Linked DNA regions of Mus musculus: region 1 is linked to region 2. Evidence: chromatin contacts called from public Hi-C data. All regions are on one chromosome and are shown on one strand. Each heading gives the region's core, a stretch centred on a gene start, on an enhancer-like site or on the middle of the called end of the contact. The rest is flanking DNA. Distances are from core to core; before and after follow the strand shown. Region 1 overlaps Synj1 (synaptojanin 1). Region 2 has its middle 16 kb from the start of Ifnar2.

Region 1 (6,335 bases), core at 2,581-5,080, 360 kb after region 2:
GTTATCTGCTGTTTAGATGATAGAGTTAGGATGAAGATGTGAGTTTTATGCATCATAAATATTTCAGCATGTGTTTTTTAAAAGATCTGGGCTGAGTGTTTGCTATTAGTAGCTTTTCTGATGTAAAGTCTTGCTTGTCTTGAACTCTCTAAGAGCCTCTCTTAAGGCTGGGGATGCAGGGCTGTACTCTGAGACATTCTCTGTTCATTTATTAAACCTAATTATGTCATCATCAAAGACATCTGAAAATTTAACAATGGTTCTAAAAATACTGAATATATAATTAGCATTCAGATTGTGTCCTGGTGCCTCAAAGATATTTTCATGAGGATATATGTTTATTGCACTTATCTTGTTTAAATTCTGTTCCATGACCTTATTGATAGTTATAGGAATCCGAAGGCCCTCCTCAGATGTTAATGTTAGTGACGTGAAGATACATTTAAAATGCAGATGCAAAAGCAGTGGGCACAGGGGAGCTAGTTCTGCATGAGATGGGTCTGTGTGCTTAGAGACCCCTGTGCTTGAAGCATAAGAAAGTATTTACATCCAAATGAGTGACAGGCTAATTGTGGTGTGGGGAGAAGAGTTGTTCCCTTTAAATAAACCCTTGTGTGATTGAATTACTGTTCATCCCTAGTATATGGTGGGAATCCTACGTTAGAAGCCAAGACATGCTTTTGCTTAAGTGTTTTAAATATGTGAGCTGCAAAGACACAGGCCCGGTTACCTTAGCTGAACTACTGAAAATCTTGATTGGCTCCGTCACTCCTAAAACAGTGAGCTTCTTGGCAAACTATACCCACTTGTGGTTAGCAATCGGTAACTTGTAAAAGAGGTGTGTTTTTCCTAGTGCTTAGTTTGTTTAACAACCACCATCAATAGAAAAGAAAACAGACGACCTTCTTCACAAAAGACAATTTATCTCTCTCAGGAAAGCCCAGTGGACGCTGGGGCAGGAAAGTGAACTGGGCTTCTGTATCACCTTCTCCCCAACCTTGATTTCCACTCACTCTTCCCTCTGTTCCCTCTGCCGCTTCATGGACTCCACGGTTTACACCCTGGTTGGCAGTTATTAACCAGTCCTGTGTTCCCCACGGCCACCTTCCTCCACTGCCCCCACTCACACTCTTAAGAGGACTGTTGAATGGGACCTTCTGCAATGGGATGTTGGGCTTCTTTCCTGGGAAGGGAACACGTTGTAAAACGTGTTGTAAGAAAGAAAGTTAGCAAGGCAGGTCCTTTTGTGCCGTAAGCTCTTGGTTGGTTTAGCCTGAGAAGTGAGTGTCTGGTGTAGCTGGGATGCTCAGTGTCTGTTAGGTCGGGATCACACTCCAGTGTGAAACAAGAAGCCTGGCTTTGGTTGTATCAGTATACATGTGGCTGAAACACAGGATAAAAAGAAATGTTTACTTCTAATTGAGTGATATGGGCAAAACTCCAGGAAGTGGCATTTTGCTAAGAGATTGAAGGATGGGCGATGGTTGAAAATAGAGGATGACTAGCGGCTGTTCCAGATGGAGAGGACACTGTGAACAGAGGAAGAGAAGAGCCAGCATGCAGGACAAGTAGACAGCGGATGACTAATTTTGCCTGAAGCCTGGTGTGCCAAGAGGTACTGAGAAGGAAAGGAAGACAGGAAGGCTTGTGCTTGGTACCACCAAGGGATTTCCCCCCTTTTTATCTAAAGGTCATATACATAATCTTAGTGTGGAATAAGTGGTCTTATTTCAGATCATCTCTTCATAGGTGAAGATTCTTATATTATTTTCTAAAATGGGATTTCGGGGGAGTACAACAGTGATCATGATTAACCCTTGTATAATCTCTTTTGGTATACTTTATAAGGTCTCGTAAAATAAGAAAGCCTTTTCCACCCACTTAAAAGCAGTGTTTGAGCTGGATACCTCAGCTCTCAGCAGGCTGAGGCACAAAGAGGATGGACTCAAGACTAACCTGGGCTGCACAATGAAACTCTTTTAAAAAAATTATAAATGGACAATAGGGCATTGTAAGATTTATCCTATCAATGCCATTTAGACATATTTATCTAAATTCAGGAGGAGGAAATAATTTTAAACATACAGAAAAGTTGAAGTTAGTAAAATAAAATTTAAAAAAGGATATTTTCTTACCGATTTGAGAGTAGGTTGCTGACGTGAGACCTTATTGTCCCCAGATACTGTGCTGTGTGTTCCCTAGACATTCTCCTCGTAAGGGCGCACAGCAGTCCTGCCACTGCCACTGCTCAGGCCCTCTTCACGCTTACCAGTAGCTAGCCATGCTTTCTATGATGGAAAGATCCATTCAGATCTGTATAGTTGATTTAAAAGGCAGGCCTTAATCTCCTCAACTCTAGAGCTCTAGTCTCTGACCCTCAGGACCTAGGAGAACAGTTGTTTTATAGGATGTTGTCCCTCCTTGCTGTGTGGGGCTTCTGCTGTTGCTCACCTTTGACAGAGCTATTTCAGAAGCTGTGCTGTTTTCGTCAGTCAGGTGACAGCTTTAAACTGCCTTGTTAATGTGTCAATATCGGTATGCACTTTGATTACTGGTAAAGGTAATCGTCTACTAGGTGTTGCAGGCTTTTGTTCTCCCTCCTGATTGTTCTGAGGACTTTGAGACTAGATAAACACCCCTTTCCTTGTGGAACTTCTAGTCTATACGCATATTCAGGGAGTAATAACATTCATTATTATTTCCTTTGTTGCTTATACTCTACATTTTTCAGTACCATTGAACATGTAGCAATGGAACCTACCCTAAGTTCAAGAGCAGGAAGTAGGTAGCTCTTCCAGGGTCCCACACTGTACCCCTGGGACCAGGTTCACCTGCCTCTGCATCTCCAATGCTGGGATTAAAGTATTAGTCACTGTGCCCAGAAAAGAGGTTCCCTCTAATGCTGGCTCCTTAGACTTAGACAATTAGTAACTGACTTAAGCCAATTTCCTCAGGTCAAATGGAAGGTGTAGCTTTGTCCTTAGGGTACTGTGAAAATTAAATAGTGCACATAAACACCTGGCCTTGTGTTAGTGCCATAATCATCGCAGAGATGATGAACTAATACTGTAGCTGTAAGACCATTTCTAAATTGCTGGTAATAGAAACTCATGGCAGTAAAAATGTAACCTCGGGCTGGTGAGATGGCTCAGTGGGTAAGAGCACCTGACTGTTCTTCCGAAGGTCCAGAGTTCAAATCCCAGCAACCACATGGTGGCTTACAACCATCCGTAACAAGATCTGACTCCCTCTTCTGGTGTGTCTGAAGACAGCTACAGTGTACTTACATATAATAATAAATAAATCTTAAAAAAAAAGAAAGAAAAAAAAACAATAATAAAAAAAAAATGTAACCTCATCTGCTTTAGTCAGAGAGAGAGAGAACTCAGAAGATAACTCTGAAATACAAATAATTAAGTGGCTTGGTGTATGCTTACATGTTTAAGCTAGATGACGGTGCAATAGAAGGATGGTCACTGGGCCTGAGAGACAGTGTTTATTTGTTGTGCAATTGAGAAGAAAATAGTTATGAGGAGAGAATATTTATTTCATGATAATTTAGGTTACAGAGACTATTCATATGGGGAGAGAATTACTTAATATTAAGTTACATTTTCTTTTTAACTCTTGCTGGCTGTGGTCATTGAACCTAATGGTGATTTTTTGCTAACTGCTAATTTAACCTAATTGCTGCTGACACTAATACATCAGTAATTCCTTCATTCCAATGACAGCAATAATATTTTAAATTCACACAGCATGTAGCCTGAGGGACTCCGTAGAGCAGTCTGACCTGGAAACCGCATTTTCTGCCATGAAAAATTGAGACCCACTCCCAGCCCCACCCATGGTACGCTGAATGAGGAAGTGCAGCACTTAAGAAAGGCAGCTGTAGTTTCCTTTAGAAAACAATTCAGTTTTTGTTGTAAATTTTAAATTTGAATTGACCATAAACACATAGAACAATATAATGCTAGGACGGCTAGATATGTGAAAGAAGACACGATTCCCCTAGCATGCTAAAAGTCTTCCCCACTCTAGTTTCATACTGGTTACAGAAAGGCCCACACTTAATAATGAACATATTAGAGAATGTGATGGTGTTAGTTGAGTCATTTAGCTTTAGCCTGTGCTGCCAGCTAACTGACCATAAGTCCCCGGCTGGCCAAAGTGAGCCGCGGAGGAGAAGCTTGAGTAGACAGGGTGGAGAGAGGCAGATGGGGAAGTGAGATACTATGTGGAACTCTGGGGAAGAGCTTTAAGATAAGAGTCTGGAATCCAAGGAATTGGCAAGGAATCTTGGATAAGATGTAGATTGAGAAGAGCCTGTGTCTGCAGAGAAGATAGACAGGAAATGGGAGGTCAGAGCAATCTGCTTACTTGCTTTCCTAGAGCAGCATACAGGAGCCCTGCCAAGGGTTCTGTGGTTGTGGTGTGGACAGAGGGGAGGGAGAAGGCTAAGTGTGATGAGGACAGGGAATCCTGTGACCTAGCAAGCCTCCTCGAGCTGGGGAGAGGTGGGACAGGGAACGGAGGGCAGTGGCTAAGTTTGAATTTCACACTTCAGAATGTGCTATTTGAAATTCTTTGAAATACCAGATGTGGTTTATGTTCCTTGGTTCTTTGTTGTATCTTAAATGTGGATCTGCTAAGTGCTAGGAAGGTTCTGCCTTTAAACATCCGGGATTTTTGTTGTTGTTGTCTTTTATTTTATTTTATTTTTTTATCAGTAGACTAACCATAGTAGCCTGCTCTAGGGAAATTATTGCCTGGCTTGAGCTCATTAGCAAGTTTGCCTCAGCTTAGAGCAAAGGAAGTGAGAGGAAGGTCAGTAAAGACTGCCCCACTGCCATGCTAAACCGTGTGGTCAAGCAGTGGCTTGCAGCATTTACCAGTTTATTCAGCTTCTGTGTCCAGGATAAACGAGTGAGTAAAACAGGCTATCAACAAGAAGACAGACTCCTTAGATGGGCAGAATTCTGTAACTCCAGCAAGAAAGTTCTTCTACTAGTTGGACAGAATACCTAATATAATACACTGGTGTTTGGAGAGGTCACCTATATCAAACATGGAGATACTGAGCTGGTGCCCACAGAGACTTCATCCCTATGTTCCAGCATCCTTGATACAGAAAGGTATTCTGCACATTATCAAGGGTAATGTAAATACCAAGCCAGCTACAAAACCTTTATTCACAACAGTGTCCAGCCTGTAAGATATGCTAAGGTAATGGTGGCACAGGGCTTGCAGAAGTAACCCACCAACAACTGATTTGACTCGAGGCTCACTTCACGAGGTGAACCCAGATCTGACACAGCTTGAGTGGTCAAGAACCAGAGACTAGATAACCCAGTGACATAGGGGGAAACCAAGTCATGCTGGTCTAAAGACAGAGAGAGAAAAAAGAGAAAATAGATAGATAGATAAATGGGGAAAACGATCCCATTTTGAAGCTTTGTTTCAAGTCTGGCATTACAACTAAATAGATTCTAATGTTTTCAATTATTATTTTTAACAGCATCTGCAGAAAAGGAGGCTATTAAAGGCACATATGCCAAAGTACTGGATGCATACGGACTTTTGGGAGTTTTACGATTAAATCTTGGTAAGTCTGTTATTCCGTGTGGTTAATCTACTTTTTCATTTCTGTTTTTATAGTTCTGAAGATGAGAGAGACTACCTGTATATCATTTCAAACCCAGTATTTGAGCCTTAACTAGTATATACCTTTTAAACATTCATTAGGATAATCTTTTTAAATATTTTTATTAACTGAGAATTTCATGTAATGTATTTGATTATATTCAACCCCCCCCAACTCCTCCCAGATCTATGCCCACATCCTCACCCAACATACTAACTCTTTCTCTCTCCCTCCCTTCCTCTCTCTCAATCTCTCTTTGTCCCTCCCTCCCCCACTCCTCTCTCAAACCTATCTATGCATTGGTCAAGCACTCTTGGCTGTGGGATCCATTCCTGATGTGTGATCGGTACATCAGAGATCACACCATTAAAGGAAGCAGACTGTCTTTGCTGGCAGCTGTCTGGCTCAGTGGTCAAGAGCACTTGGTCCTCTTGCAGAGGACCCAGGTTTGCTTCCCAGGACCGATATAGTAGCTCACAACCATATATAACTTCAGGGTTACATGTAGTGAACATAGATTTATGCAGAGAAAATGCGCCTACACACACAATAAATATGCTTCTTCCTAGATAGAGTTTTAGGATCCAAGGAGCGTGTTCTATTGAAATACATCAGCAGACAATGAAAGCAGTATCTTTCTTCTCAGTGTATTAGGGAATAGGTGTCTGTGTGGTAAACACACTGATTCCCC
Region 2 (6,059 bases), core at 3,431-5,930:
AGCCACCTGTTTCTGTCCGGCCTTCTGTAGCTTTAGGTAGGTCATCTCACAAGGTCTCATAAGGGGGGCTCAAAGCTCACTTCTTATCCCCCTGAGCACACGGGATGGAAGTCGGTATACTGGTAGGAAAAAGCCAGTACACCATTGAATCATTGCAAGGTGCAAAACCACGTAGGCGATATAATTCTAGAAAAATGTGTCTGGGTGATACCTTAGTGCTGGCTTGGCAGAGGTAACCCTGTCTCTGTGAGGGTGCCGACGAGCAGATCTCTTGGCCTTGTTACCCAACCAGGTGTTGCTAATTAGAGAACCCCAGGCCAGAGAGAGATTCTATCAACAAACCAGGAAGCCAACTGCCAAAAATCCCAGAAAGCCAACAAGGTTGACCTCTGGTTGCTACACATACCAGTACACACGCGCGCGCGCACGTGCGCGTGCGCACACACACACACACACACACACACACACACACACACACCCATACAAAAAGGAACCAGAATACAAAAATGCTTTGACACACAGATGTATTTTTGCTAAGTTCATTGTATATTGAAAATACAGGAAGCAGAAAGGAAGTGTGTTGGTTGTGGCTAACCTATTGGACACCCCAGCCTTGCTTGTAGTCAGCAGCTCCCGTCTTGACCACCGGGCTCACTGGGAGCTGTGGGCCAGTAGTGTGGAGAGAGACTTAGACTATACATTGATAGCCTAGGGAGAGTCTAAAACAAGATCCGCAGTACCGTCTCTCAGGTTTGGTTTCTTGCGATGTCAGACCATTGGGACTTAGGGCTGCCTGTCCTGTCCTGTCCATGTCTTTTAAAAGGTCAGTCACACTGAGAACAGAAGAGTTTCTTTCTACGTGTTGAGTTGTGCCCCGAACCCCGTTCATCTGCCGATGTTGCAATCTGCCACATTCTTAGAATATGACTTATTTGGATATATAATCTTGAAAGAAGTTAACTGAGGTTATTTGTTTGGGCTGTAATTAATCTGACTCTTAAATAAAATTGTTTATTTTGATGGTATGTGCACGTGTGTTTTGCCCGTATACGCGTACCATGACCATGCTTGGGCCCCACGGAGGCTGAAAGAGGGCGTTGGGTCCTCTAGAACCAGAGCTACGAATGTTTATCCCCTGTGTAGATGCTGGGAATTGAACCAAGACTTGTAACCACAGAGCGGTCACTCCGGGTCAGGACACAGAAGAAAAACCCTGTGAAGTTGCGGGAAGACTTGAGCCACTAGCCAATGAGAGGCCTTAGGTTAAGAAACCAGCCCTGTGCATTCATTAATTCTAGAGTTTCAGTCCCAGATTGTGAACAAGAGTATTTTTATTGTGCGAGCCATCCAGCCTGGGGATCTTTGTTAAGGCAGCCCTAGGAAAATCATTCTGTGGACGTCTTCGTAGCTCCTTTTCTATTAGGGAACAGTGCCCTCTGCTGGTTATTTATGGTACTGACTCAAAACGAATGAAATTCATGTGACAACTGTGGAGAATGGGGAGGGGGCTGCATTTAGATGTTCTCTACAGAACTCTCTCTCTCTCTCTCTCTCTCTCTCTCTCTCTCTCTCTCTCTCTCTCTCTCTCTCTCTCTCTCTCTCTCTCTCTCTCTCTCTCTCTCTCTCTCTCTCTCTCTCTCTCTCTCTCTCTCTCTCTCTCTCTCTCTCTCTCTCTCTCTCTCTCTCTCTCTCTCTCTCTCTCTCTCTCTCTCTCTCTCTCTCTCTCTCTCTCTCTCTCTCTCTCTCTCTCTCTCTCTCTCTCTCTCTCTCTCTCTCTCTCTCTCTCACCACTGGGCTCAACAACATATTCATCTTCAATCAGGTGTTAAAATATGATTTCTCCTCTTCCTCTGGGTTCTCAATTGATACAAATTTAACAAATCACAGACAGAAAATATTTGAAAAGAAATTATGTCTGGGCTGGGGAGATGGGCAGTGTGAAACACTCTCTGTAGGAGTGTGAGGACCAGAGTTCAAAGCCCCAGCGTCCCTGGGGAAGCTGTACACATGTGTGTCCCAGTGCAGGCATGCAGGGCAGGCAGATCCCTGGAGCTCACGGGCTGGGCAGTCTAACCAAATGCCTGAGTTCTAGATTCAGCACAAGACCCTGTCTCAGAGGCATGAAGAGGGGTTGAGGGAAGCCACCTGACGCTGACCTCTGACCTCCAAGCTCGTGTACCCACAGCCTCCCTCAAACAAACAAATAACCACTCTCCTAATACCTTCTTGTAAAACTACAGACTTTCACCTTGTCTGTTGCTCCAAGGGATAGTCTGTAAGCGCCGGGTTTTCCAAGCAGAAAATGCTGTCTGGCTGTGGCTTATCATCACCAACTCTCCCTGAGCCCCTGAAGGTCAGGGTCCATCATCAAGGTCAGAGACAAAACTGGGAGCCAAACTCTAGAGCATTTCACATAAAAGGCTAAGCTTTCCTCCGACCTCAGCTTCCTGCTGTTTGTGGGAGCAGCGGCAACCGAGCCGTTTATTTTCCAAAGCCTTATGGTGAAAACGGAAAACATGGCGAGTGCTCGGCTAACCTCTCACACCCTTCTGGCTTTCATTTTTTTATTTATCTTTTTTAAAAAAGTTAATAGTGATGGAAGGGAACCGCTCACAGCTGGATTTCAGATGTTCAAGTCATTCAGCTGTCCCAACAACCTCTACAGAGCCGCTTTCTGTCTTTCAGCCTGTGTCAGACATGGCACAAAGGGCAGAGAATGCCCTTTCCTGGATACACAAGAGAAATCTGACTCAAGCAATGAGGGGTTAGCTTATCCAGCCTTGGCCTCCAGAGCTGTCTGTCCAGGAGTAAGTCTGGCCAGCCTCAACCCCCACTGTCTGTCCAGTAGTTAGTCTGTCCAGCCTCAGCCTCCAGGACTCTGTCTGTCCTTGAGTTAGTCTGTCCAGCCACAGCCTCTAGGACTCTGTCTGTCCAGGCAGCACCTTGGCACGTCCCGGCTGCTGATCTGCAGCTCTCATTAACTCCACAGCTGTCACACTGAACATGAATTTGAGAAGGTCGTCATGCCACGTGAGGGATGTGACAGTGGGGCTAGAGCTCACAGACCTTTCTCAACTACACTTTTCCTTGCGCACCTACTATGTGCTACATCCAAACAGAGTGATGACTCTGACTATGCAAGGTCTTAATGGACTGAAAGGATGCTGGAGGTTTTCAATCCACGGACCACCCCAGTCGGGTACGGGGGGTCCCTGGAATGAGGGTCCTTGAAGCTAGGTGGGTAAGGATTTGGTGGTGACAAACAGAAACAAACACAGAGGCAGTTTGAATCTGTGTATTCTGCAGCTCTCAAGCAGGGGGTTTTATACATTAAAAAAACCAAACATTACATCTCTTAGAAACTATATCCAGTGAGACAATCACAGATACCAACAAAAATCATTTGGCACAGTAAAGCACAAAAATTATCCAAGCATTACAACTTTGAAACTATGTATTCAGTGAATCACAAACAGAACAGGTAACATCATTATAAATCATCAAAATATAACAATTCTAAAAGGATGTATTCAGTGGGGACTGTCGTCCAAGGCTAGTGGCATATTTCCAGGAGCAGGTTAATAAATCTTTAACAGTCAGTGCTCTTAACCACTGAACTAACTCTCCAGCCCCATGGTCAATTATTATTTAACATCTAGTGCCCGATTTTCTTATAAATCAACTATTTTAATTCTTTCTAATTAAGGCTTTCTTTACCATATACCAAAATCCACCTCCGATGACACACGTGTAGCCATATGAAATTTTATTGTTGGGAAAGGTTTTTTGTTTTTGTTTTTGCTTTTTCGAGACAGGGTTTCTCTGTATAGCCCTGGCTGTCCTGGAACTCACTTTGTAGACCAGGCTGGCCTCGAACTCAGAAATCTGCCTGCCTCTGCCTCCTGAGTGCTGGGATTGAAGGTGTGTGCCATCACGCCTGGCTGTTGGGAAAGTTTTTATCTATTGTAATAGCTTTGTAAATGATTTTGAAAGTAAAGTGTTGGTTTCCCTGGGGATAAGGTAATGTTAGTGACCCCATCTCTAGGGATGGTTTCTTACCCACTATTCTCGCTTAAGATCTTAGCCTAGGCTACCAGGAACATGTAAATAAGAGAAGGAATAAGAGAAAATAAAACAGAGATATTGCCATGAGAACTATGGCTCAATATTTTTTTCTCCAGAGAAGAGTTCCACAGCCGGTTTCAGGAAGCCTCCCTTTTTTGAGGTCAATCGCCTCAGTCTGTGTAACTTGTCGCACAGATTCTACTGGAGGCGGTGTGGCAGATCCAGTTAAACACCTCGTCTGCTTTCAAGGAAATGTGTAGCAGGGTGAATCTGTGGTCTCAAATGTGGAAGCCCCTTCTGAGGGCACCCCACTGAGAATGGTGCTTGGCAGATTTTGATCCTGACACCAGAACCACTCAGTGTGTGGCCGCAGCTTCTTAGCCCTTATTTTACGTACGACAGTAACTACATCGATGCTCTGTTGTCCTAGCCCTCTACAGGTTAGACACTGCAAGATGGAGGCGAAGGAAAGAAGGAAGAGAAATGGCCAGTGGTGTAGAGACACATGGGTGGCTTCTCAGCAGGCCATGCAAACTGAATACCACCGTTACTGGGCCTGAGAAGGGACTTCCCGTTGTGGTCAGGGCCGGCTTCGCCGTCTCTGAAGAGGGCTTGCTGCTGCCCTCTCCGTGTTCCCTGTAGATGGTTCTGCTTTCTCCTCTGTTTTACCCGTGGTGGTTGCTGTGGTGTGACCAGGGAGTCTCTCTTCCCTTCTTTCTTCTCATTCCGTCTCCGCTTCTGAGAGACCACAGAGCTGACACACCACTTCTGATGATGTGCACAACAGGCTAACCATGGCGAAAAGTTTCTTCCCGAGATCTGGAATTAGCTGCCATTTAGCCATTGTCCAGCCTTGAGCAACGTTTCTCTGTGAGTATAAAAATGCTTGCAATTCAGACATTGATCACTCCATGCAATATATCGTCACGGTGTTGTCATAATTGCCACCAGCACCATCATTTTGAGACATGTCCCATGTAGCCTGGAATGGCCTGCAGGTATCTATGTAGCCAAACTGGCCTTAAACTTCGGATCCTCCTGACTCACCTACTGAGTGCTGGGATTGCAGCAGTGTGCCACCCGCCACTCTTGGTCTGTGTGGAGCTGGGGATTGAAGGCAAGGTTCACACTTGCCAGGCAAACACTTAATGCACAGAGCCTCATCTCGGGGCTTATGCAACGTTATTATTTTTGTCCTCTGGCACCTGACTTGTGGTTCACATGTAATATCTTAACTTCTCCTTCCTCAAAGAGTCAAGTCATCCTGGAGCCTTGTTCAAGCTGGTCTTTTCCTGTCTCTACAAAGGTCTCCAGCACTTCCCCATTGTGAGCAGTCTCTCTGAGAGAGCTTTGTCCCAGAATAACTTAGCTATTGTCTCTGATGTGTCTACACTCTAAATTTATGAAGTCCCTGTTTTATGTGTGTAGAATGAATATATATGTATATGTATGTATGTGTGCGCGTATATATACACACACATATATACATACATACATATATAAAGACACACACACACACACACACACACACACACACACACACACCCCTCAGGGTTTCTATTGCTGTAATAAAACCATGAAGAACAGCAACCTGGGGAGACAGGGTTTGTTTTAGCTTTCAGTTCCACATTACAGTCCATTCCTAAGCAAAGTCAAGACAGGATCTCACACAAGGCAGGAGCTGGTGTGGAGGCCATGGTGGGTGCTGCTTACTGGCTTGCTCCTTGTAGCTTGTTCAGCCTGCTTTCTTATATGTTATAGGATGACTGGTCTGGCGTGGCACTGCCCCTGAACCACTCACATCTATCATCAACCAAGAAGATGCACCACAGGCTTGCCTCCAGGTCAATCTGGTGGGGACCTTTTCTCAGTTGAGGTTTCCTCCTACAAAATTACTCTCAAGCTGATATAAAATTAGCCCCCCCCCCCTATATGTTTACACTAAAGCATATGTTCAATGGGATAGTTCAGCCAGGCAAACCTTCCCTCCTTAA

Evidence for each region. A called contact is a pair of places that touch in the nucleus more often than the background predicts.
Region 1: a Hi-C map of bone marrow-derived macrophages shows a contact between it and region 2, with 26 read pairs. The contact joins two enhancer-like sites. A contact is called at or near these places in 5 of 39 promoter capture datasets (the C10 cell line, cranial neural crest, liver and 2 more), 4 of 484 Hi-C or Micro-C datasets (bone marrow-derived macrophages, embryonic fibroblasts, erythroblasts and 1 more) and 2 of 115 datasets of contacts at active chromatin or transcription factors (bone marrow-derived macrophages and extraembryonic endoderm stem cells).

Annotation. Positions count from the first base shown.
Region 1 is chr16:90,993,211-90,999,545 of GRCm38.p6, reverse strand. It overlaps Synj1 (synaptojanin 1), which reads left to right. Exons shown (of 32, transcript NM_001164483.1): 3 at 5,519-5,605. Among named protein-coding and RNA genes, the nearest start is that of 4930404I05Rik, 15 kb to the left of the region's middle. Within about 2 kb of position 3,830, at least 149 of the 459 cell types and tissues checked have an H3K27ac peak or open chromatin away from gene starts, as enhancers often do. A contact at or near this core is called in bone marrow-derived macrophages, liver and neutrophils, where this site is marked.
Region 2 is chr16:91,354,007-91,360,065 of GRCm38.p6, reverse strand. No RefSeq gene overlaps it. Among named protein-coding and RNA genes, the nearest start is that of Ifnar2, 16 kb to the left of the region's middle. Within about 2 kb of position 4,680, at least 105 of the 459 cell types and tissues checked have an H3K27ac peak or open chromatin away from gene starts, as enhancers often do. A contact at or near this core is called in bone marrow-derived macrophages, liver and neutrophils, where this site is marked.